Linked DNA regions of Bos taurus: region 1 is linked to region 2. Evidence: chromatin contacts called from public Hi-C data. All regions are on one chromosome and are shown on one strand. The core of a region is the stretch at or near the end of the contact, and the rest is flanking DNA. Distances in the headings are between cores, read along the strand shown. Region 1 overlaps ACVR1 (activin A receptor type 1). Region 2 has its middle 80 kb from the start of UPP2.

Region 1 (4,803 bases), core at 925-3,424, 220 kb after region 2:
ATTTTACTTCTTTCTTCCAACACATACAAACAAGCAAACAGAAAACCTACCATACCACAAAAAGTACCGATTTTCCACACTTGAAAGCCCGAGTAGGTGAGCAGCTGTGACGCTGTGGCGAGCTCCTGCAGGGAGAAGGGGTTTGCACAGACATGCTGGCTCGGTGACTAAGCCTTGCCTGAAGATCTCTGCTGACATTTAAAGACTTTATAGGCTCAGTCTGCTCTGAAAACCAGCATCATGTCTCTTCCCACCTCTAAATCCTGTCTGTGAAGAGAAAATTCATTCTGGAGCTAAACGTTCATCAGGCGTGTCCTCCCGCCAGGGGCTGAGGCAGTTGTGGGGAGCCTAACGGCCAGCTGAGTGGGCTCAGCTCCTCCCCTCATGGGGTGCACAGTCTGGAGGGGAGATTTGGATGTGGAACAGCCGTGCAGACACGTGTGTGTGAGTGTAGATAGGGGCTCCTGCTTTACACTTGGGGGTGTGAACAAAGGCTCTGAGGAGAATGAGGTGAGATCTGAAGGGAAGACGGGCACAGACTGGGTTGGGGGGTGTCCTCAGGAAGGAAGCCCAGCATCCCATGGTGGGGAATTCCATACCTAGCAGACCTGGGCTCCCAAAGCAGGAGGAACCCCTCCCAGAACCAAGGGGATCAGAGGTGAGGCTGGAAAGGTGGAGAGCAGGTCAGCCAGGGCAGGGTGACCACTGTGTCTCCCCCCGTTTTTGAGGGAGACAGGGTCGCAGCTTGTGGGATCTTAGTTCCCTGACCAAGGATTGAACCTGGGCCCCAGCAGTGGAAGCACCGAGTCTTAACTGCTGGGAATTCCCTGTGTATCTCCATTTTGAGGGTCATGGAGTCAGGCTTGTAGATCTGAAATGGGGGCACCATTAGCTCCATGAGGAAACCCTGGAGAAAGGGCGCATTCAGAGTGGAGGCATCGTGAGTTCAAAATTGTGGAAACCCTACTATTGTTTTTTATTGTCGTTATTCTAATTTATATTTGATCCTATTCAATTGCCCCTATTCCTATTTTCTTTTTGGCTTGTAAAACTTTACCAAATATCAATTTCTCTGTTCAGGTTTAAAAAAAAAAAAATGATTTGGGATCCCTAAGTGGATGTTTTATAATGAGAGCATTTAGGCACCTGGGTGTCTTTTATTTCCAAGCATATAGCCTGCTTTCTTGCCAGACCATCAAATGCCCTTCACTAGGCAGTCTGGACAGACCTTTGTGTTTCTGTCTCAGGAGCAGGCTTGCTGGCAGTGATACCTGGCATTGCAAAATCCTTCCGTAAGCCTTTGTTTAATGCCAGAGATCTCAAATGCTGAAGATTCTGGAAAGGTGCCATACTGCACTCTCGGATTAGGAGCTGATGGAAGGCCTCCCGTATCTATGAGCCTAATAGAAGCTGTCATTTCAAATGAATGAACTGTTTATACTGTTGGAAGAAGTCCACGGATGTTTGGGGTTCCTTTTTTAGCCTATAAAGTTCTGAGATATTGGACAATAGTCTAAGAGACAGTAGTCTAATCATTACAGTGTTGTTTGTGCCACTCTGAGGTGAGCTTGTGAGAAATTCAGCTGTTCCTTTTGCTGATTCCTGGGATCACAGCTACAGGCTGGTTGACTTGGAGCATTTTCTCGTTTGTCTTCTGTGTCAAAGACTTCAGTGGGAAACGGGTTTTGTGCACCATTAAGAATGATCATCAACTGAAATGCCTTAGAGCATTCTGTAGTGCATGACTGAGCAGGTGGGCAGGAGAATATGGAAATCCCTTCATCATGTGCATAGGTTGCTCAAGTCCCACTTAAGACATGAATGTGGGTCCTCTTACTCTGAGGCACAAGATCATCCCAAACTGTGGACAGTCTTAGAAAATCCGCGATGCTCTTTGCTCTGCCTCTTCCTCTGCCAGTCCAGGATTAGGCTGTGAGAGTAGGTGTGTCCAGATGGTGAGCTGGGTATCGCCCAGAACAAGGAGAATCTTAAAAGATTCGGCCTTGGTGAACCCCTGGGATCCCCAGCCTGAGCCTGTGGTTGCAGAGCCAGCCCCGGATCCTTCCAGGTGGCGCCTAGGACTCCCTGCTGCTCCCAGCCAGACGTGGGCTGCCAGTGTGTTCACACAGGCCTGGTTCTGGGGCTCCAGAGGGCACAGGGTGCCAGCCATAACACTGAGTAATGCTGGGAGGTGCCTTTAGAACAAACAGTGTGGGTGAGCTCTGCACAGAGGGAATACCTCTGGCTTGACGTTTCAATTACTGAATTATTTAAATGAGCGTCAATTAGGTAGAGTAGACTGACTGCCTTCTGCCAGGGCACTTCGTAGTTATTTGCACAGGCAAGTGTAAAATGCTTCATATCAGATGTGGTGCTTCCTGGCTGGACTGTTGAAAATCAGTCACAGAAGGTGATTATCCTTCCTCGGTGTTCCCTGATGTGTAGTGTATTTATATCTCAGTCTGAGAGATTAGAGGTCCACAGACCCTTGTTTGTGGCCCTGAAAAGGGCTTTGTGATAATTCTCACACTTCCCCACCCCACCAGCCTACCCCAAATAAGATATCCCAGGCCCACACATGTTACGGTTATTCCTAAATTTTAACAAGATGAAAACAGGGAGGCACAGGCATTTGGGGGCCTGCTGTGCATCTTAGAATTGTGAATATTAAGGTCTGAAAATGCTACTACCTTGCTTGTAACCTGCTTTGTTGAATTAGTGATCCTGGCTCAGAAAATCCTCTTGGGGTCTCTTAGGTTGATCTACTCTGTTGGATAAGATTGCCAAAGTGGCGTTTAACTAATGTTTGGGTCTGGTGTAGATGTGTGTGTGGGTGCATGGGGTCATTCTTATATTCTTGTGAATTTAAGGTCTTTAGGTCTTTATATTTGGCTGTGTAAAAAAAAACTGATTCACTAAGGGCTCTGCTAATCAGTTATATGGGAATTCACAAATTAAGAAAAGTAAATGTTGGTGAAAAGCAAAATAGGAAGCAGAGTTGGTGGAGTTTTTATACTTTCCCATTTGCTAACTGCTGAACTGAACTCATGGTCCCATATCAGAGACTGAGTTAATTATTACATAGAGTTAAGAGTTGTCTTCCTTCTTTTTTCCTTTTTTCTGATTGTGGCAGGGAAGATCTGAAAACCTTGGTTTTTAACTTAGAGTATGACCCCAGAGGATAAAATCTGATTAAGATCTGTACCCAGTTATGCCTGGATGCACTGCAGGGTTGGGTCTAGTGGGCTGAATCTTACTAAAGATGGTATGTACTTGAGGCTGCTCACTTCTGGCAATATTCTCTAGGTCACAATTGAAACATCTGTCAGACCATCCCCATGTCCTTTCAAAAGCCAGAGACCTTGGCAAGGCAGGAGACATCTTGTGCCTGTGCTCCTGGAGTTTGGGCTCTGACTTTAAGAACCGAGTTCACTCTGAAGGCACATTAGAGAAATTATTATTGTCATTATTTTATTTCTTTTAATTGACTTTTTTTTTTTTATTATAACCACCAAGTGCGATTAATTCTTTGGTACCCTGAACCATCTGTTTCCATAGAATCAGTGATGAGTGAGCCCTCTATGGCCTGGGGTTGTTGTTGTTGTTCCTGGCAGACCGTACGTGTAGCAAGTAAATGATTCATCCTCCTCTATTCATTATCAGTCTGTGGCCAGCTTCTCTCCTGTGTTATTTTCGTTTTACCCCTTCAAGCCCTCTTCCCCAACCAAGCATCAACAGATACAACCTCTTTAATGTGTTCAGTTATGTATTTTTGGATATCCATGACCTTTAAAAATTATTTAGGGTCTTAAAATACACATTTGTGTTTCACATTTACATACATTACATTACTCAACAGCTTTTCAACATATACTTTTAAATTCTCAGCTCTGATCGCAAGTCAGTATGACACCACTAACTCTGCCCCTCACCCCTCCTATCCATTTCCCTCCAGAGAGCCATCACCTGCTGGGCAGCATAGTTGGCAACTCTCAGCACAGCTTTGTGCCATCCGAGAGTGGCAAGCGTGTCTAGACTCCCTAGAAATATTATCTTTCAACTTGCTTTTGGCAAGAGTAAACTTTTTGCTGGATTATGTCAACAGATATATATGTTTCTCATCCTCATAGAAATAGATTGGTGCTGGAATTTCTCTTGGATTTCTCTAGGCAAGGAAAAATAAAAGACTACCCCTCGGCTCATTAGCGTTATTGCTCATTAAAAATGTCTGAGGGCTCTTGCTCCTTGGGGGTGAGACTGGTGACATACATACACTGTCAGCGGCTATTTTGGATTTTCTGCTTTCGGGCATGTCTCTGCTCTTGGATGAGCCCCTTGTGGTTTTCAAAAGACCTAGCAAGGCAATTATAAATAGAAAGCTTGTGTCTGTGTGTCTGTATGCGCTTACTCTGTGGGACGAGGCACCCACATTACAGTGGGCAGTGAACTATTTTTCACTGCTTTGAAGAGGGGAGAAGAAAGATGAAGAACGCTTTTCTCTTTTTGAGATAACCCACACCTCCACACATACCCACACAAATCTGTGTAAATGAACTTGACATTTTCAAAGACCTTACCTTAAGGTCTCCTCTTGAAAGCACAGCCGTCCGACCTGTTATTTTAAGAAGGAAGCCGTTCTCTCGCTGACCTGCTGCCACAGAGGGTTCAGGGAGTGGAAGGCAGTCTGTGTGTGCTGCAGACCTTCAGGGGGCTTTGAAAGGCGCCACCCCTCTATATGAACAGTGCTTTGGTCAAAGGGGCCTCAGCAGACTAACAGGGGCCTCCAGGAGTTGGCTGTTTATA
Region 2 (4,645 bases), core at 176-2,675:
ATTTTAAATTGTTGAAAAATATCCAGCACAGGCCATTGTTGAAGAGCGTTTTCAACAATTTTTTAAAGGAAATGATGTTTTGACTGTTTTCAAATTTTGACAGAAGACATTAGAGCCACCCTGTGAACCAAGGGGTGAGGCCTAAAGTGGCCCCAGGAAGGAGACCCAAGAGCATCCCCCAGAGTCCCCATCAACCAGCCAGGACCTTTGAGGCTGCCAGATCCCAGCTCCCTCCCTGTACCAGATCCTGGCAACTCTCCAGTAGCTCCTCTCTCCACCCCCTCATCCCACCTACTTGCCTCTTCCTTGTCTTTGCTCCTCTTCTCTGATTTTCTATCTCCCAGTCCTCCAGTGAGTAATACAGGAATTAAGAGTCTATTGACAAAAGAGAAAGGATTTCCTTTTTACCTCCCGCTAAAACTGTACCCTCTATAGACTTCCTGTTCACTTAACATTGCCTGAAATAAAGGGCGTTTGTCTGCAGTGCCCACCTGCTCTCCTGAGAGACTAAGCGGTGTGCTTCCCCCAAAGCCACATAGGAAGCAACCAAATCCAAATCTTCCGTACTGTGGCCACTAAACTCAGCTGGCTGGATCCCCACTTGGCTTCTTCCCTTAACAAGAGAACTGAGGCTGGAAGTTAAGACAGAAAAGACAAGGGAAGAGCGACTGAACACAGATATAAAAGAAACTGATGCTCACACGGTAGAGTTCTACTGGGGAAAAAAGACACATCGCCACGTGCCCTGCCTTCCATAAACACTGAAACAGAGACTATTAGTTGTAACAAGACCTCTGAATTCAGTAAACAATTGCATTCTTACTAAATAACTGTGGGAGTAGATATTTTCTGAGAGGTCACAGACAGTAGAACTGTTAATCTGTGACTTAGACTACTGTCCTTTGGATAATGCTTAATATGGCACTGCATAAAAGAAACTGTTTACTAAGTGCCTTTTGTCAACTAGGATACAGTGTACTTATTAGAGGTGACTTCAGTGCGAACGGTGACTTCAGTGCGAACGAGAAGAAATAAATAGATGAACTGGTTTCTCATTTTTTAAACACTATTGTCGTATTCAAACAAGGTTGAACATATTGTGGTTAAGCTGAAGGCCATATTGTGTGTGTATGTACTTGATGTGTGTGTGTGTGTGTGTGTTAGACTACAACTATTGTCAAAGAATGTAAGCTTAAAAAGAAGAAACAAAGAACGGTAGAAAATAAATTATCCTTCACTAAGATATATGGGAGCTTGATATAATCAGAGAACCATAACTCAATGATGAGACAGGCAATAAATAAAAAGTACTTGAGTACCTTAATTAGTTTTTGGACTTAAAATGAGTTCTCTGTATATGGGAACAAACTCATCCCCCAGGCCTAAGTCAGCTTTTGTATGTCAAAAACAACAACTCTAAACCAGGTGTTGGGGGTATGAACTTTTCACTATTTCAACACTCAGGTATACAAATATTTGACTTTCTCTAAGTTTCTATAATAAATGGTGTTAGGTTTTGAATTCTTGTTTCAACTGGATGGCAGAAATTTTAAGTTTTCCCATTTGAAGTACAATTCAGTCATTTCTGGAGTTAAAATCAGTATGTTTTGGGTAAATGGACAATTCAAGATACTTTCCAATTCCTGCTTCCATCCAGGAAAGATGTGAGTACCAGGAAAGCTTATGTATTGTCTAGAGAGGTGAATTTAATAGCTTAAATATGTTGTTCTATTATTCATAAGATACTTCTGGGTCACCTTTACTATAAAAGTGGAGAATATTTTAAAAATAAAGTTAGGGCATAGTACATAAAAGTTTTACAACTCACTTAAAATCTTAGAAGAGCTGTATATTTCAAGATGAAGATTTAAACTCTGGTTATTTAGCAGGGTCTTGGGAGGCAGGAATTGCTGTGTCAACTAATGTTGTGCTCCATATTTTATTACTGCCTTTATGTTTTTTTAAATACCTCAAGAATAAAGTTTATTCAAAATGTCACACTTAGCCAGCAGCACATTATGTCCATAGAATATACTGGTACCATTGCCATTACTTTTATTTATAACAGGAGATTAGTTATGGACTCTCTGCCATGGTCTCTTGGCTTATTAACATACTGCACACAAAAAGTATAATGAATGGCCCCATAATGAGCAGTTACAAAGTCTGGTCACTCTTCCTTGGCTCTCCTTTTTGTGCAGAGGGGAAAATTGAAGAGGATTGGACTTACGCCTGAAATATCAACCACCTGACTGAGCTTGTGAGGTGAGGAGGGAAGGGGACCATCTAACTTAATTATTGAGAAATCTCTGGGCTCGCTCCAGGGTTAGAGATGAAGGCCAGCAATCAGCAAAGCTGCCTGAGCTAAACTCAAGTTCAAATTCCACAGGAAGAGGGCTTGGGTAATCAAGACCTAGACCCACAGCATTTGTTTGTCAAACTCAATTTGGAAAAATGAAGTAGCAGAAATACACCAACAGTGTAGAAGTCCACAGTACTATCTGGTTTACAAGAATATTTTTTGCTTACATAGATCTCCTATCAACTTCTACACAAACCTACAGGTTACTCAGTAAATACCAAGGACACTAAGAGAGGATCTTAATGGGAAGACCTGAAAAAATCTTTTCTCAATTCTCATTTTTTAAAATGGATCTCTTAAAAAAAAAAAAAGTTAGTTTTTTTCTAATGACCATAATCAAGGTAAATTAAATGATGCTCAAAGAGTTCTTATGGGATAGGGATATGCGTAATTTTACTATCCATCCTGTTGCTATACTGGGCTTCCTGCCTCCTGCAAATCAACTTGGCTAAGCATTCCAAGATACTCTATCACCATGCATGCATGCATGCTAAGTCACTTCAGTCATGTCCAACTCTTTGCGACCCTATTGACTGTAGCCCTCCAGTCTCCTCTGTCCATGGTATTCTCCAGGCAAGAATACTGGAGTGGGTTGCCATGCCCTCCTCCAGGAGATCTTCTGGACCCAGGGACTGAACCCGTGTCTCCTCCAGATCCTGCACTGCAGGTGGATTCTTTACCGCTGAGCCTCTAGGGAAACCCACTCCATTACCATACAACCCAATAATTCTTTTGGAATATAAGAATAATCTTCAAAAGAATCTGTGACCCAGTAGTTTCCTGGTAACCAAATTTCCCTAGGAAACTCAATGGTTTGGTTGTTTTGTTGTGTTGGGGTGGAAGGTGTGATAGAATTTGATCTGATCCTGCTTGGGGTGGGGGCTGCCTTCTGTGTCCACCAGTAGCAAATTATACAAGGCACATATCTTATGTTTCATTACTTAGTTTATACTATGCAGCAGCAGCAATTTGCCAACTACAGCCCTGATGAAATATAGCTGTGCAGCAAAGGAAGCATTTATTATCAGAAACACATTTCTTTTCTGACATTAAGGGGGAGAAAAGGTCCAGATCAACTGTACTTTTAATAAGAGACGGAGTGCTGCTGGAAAACTGTTCAGGAAACTGTGGCTTTAGCTTGGATTGTGGGACGCCCATAACTAAACTTTACTACCTTGCAGCTTAAGCCACCGCTCCAGGGTCCGCTGCTGTTGGAATAATTCTAGGAAGGATTGCTAGATGGGGTTGTTCTAGGAGGCACAATCAGCCACTGATGGGCTCCCCTGCTTAACTTTCCTAATTGATTCCACCAGACCTTCATAGTAGACTAGCTGTTACCCTGACGCCTCCTCAGCTGTGGTCTGCCTCCTAAAGCCCGCATTGGCTTCAGAAATCGCTTGCTGTTTGGAAGCTGGGCCCTCAGAGCTGCAGTTCAGGCTTGACAAGCAGATGCGTAGTAAAGGCTGCAGCCAAGTGCACAACACATTTTCCTCCATGGAGAGACTGCGTTAGAGACAGAACATTACTTAACAGTAGGTGGGCAATTCATTCCTAAATAGCTCAGTTCTTCCCCATCAGGGACCCTGCAGAAGCACACTCCCGCCGGCTGCGGGAGTAAGAGGTGGCTCCTGGAACTATTTGGAGCAGACAGTGGCTACAGAAGACAGTCTCTAGGGAAGCCCCTGTCTGTGACTTACCTATGTAAGCAACATAAAATAAAACCCCTGGGCTTGGCTTCTGCACAAACAAGCGGCAAAAAACTTTCCTTCCCGTGTGTGAGCTCATTTGCTGTTCGCCCTTCACAGCTCCCTTTACTGCTGCTAAGAGCTGTTTTTGTCCAGATACAGAAGTGCCTAGGAGACCAATAGGCAAGCACCCTTCTCAGGAAATAAAGCTAATCTTATTGACTGCCTATTGCCACCTGTTTGAGAGCTGTGGCGCTGTGAACCCAGAAGCAGCAAAGAGCCCGTTAAGAAGCAGAGGAGAAAATGAGGCAATACTCAGATACACCAGAGGAAGAGAGAGTCCTGCTGATATTCGAATCCCTGCTTCAGCTCTCCCTGAGCTGACCACTCCTGTCCCTCTGGCCGTTTGGTTACCTTCCAGTTCTTAGGAAGCTAGTTTCAGTTGTGTTTCAGCCCTGTGAAACCAGAGACCTTGCCAGGGTAGGACCTAGCATTGCAAAGCCTTGTGTTAAAACAAGGATCATGGGAAATAGATGGGGAAACAGTGGAAACAGTGTCAGACTTTATTTTTCTGGGCTCCAAAATCACTGCAGATGGT

What was found. Hi-C and Micro-C count contacts between places; a contact is called where the count stands out from the background.
Region 1: a Hi-C map of liver shows a contact between it and region 2, with 4 times the contacts expected there. The contact joins two enhancer-like sites. A contact is called at or near these places in 5 of 11 Hi-C or Micro-C datasets (blastocyst, liver, skeletal muscle and 1 more).

Annotation. Positions count from the first base shown.
Region 1 is chr2:38,557,712-38,562,514 of ARS-UCD2.0, forward strand. The region is part of intron 2 of ACVR1 (activin A receptor type 1); the gene reads left to right. Among named protein-coding and RNA genes, the nearest start is that of ACVR1, 36 kb to the left of the region's middle. Within about 2 kb of position 2,175, at least 16 of the 102 cell types and tissues checked have an H3K27ac peak or open chromatin away from gene starts, as enhancers often do. A contact at or near this core is called in liver, where this site is marked.
Region 2 is chr2:38,339,531-38,344,175 of ARS-UCD2.0, forward strand. No RefSeq gene overlaps it. Among named protein-coding and RNA genes, the nearest start is that of UPP2, 80 kb to the left of the region's middle. Within about 2 kb of position 1,426, at least 4 of the 102 cell types and tissues checked have an H3K27ac peak or open chromatin away from gene starts, as enhancers often do. A contact at or near this core is called in liver, where this site is marked.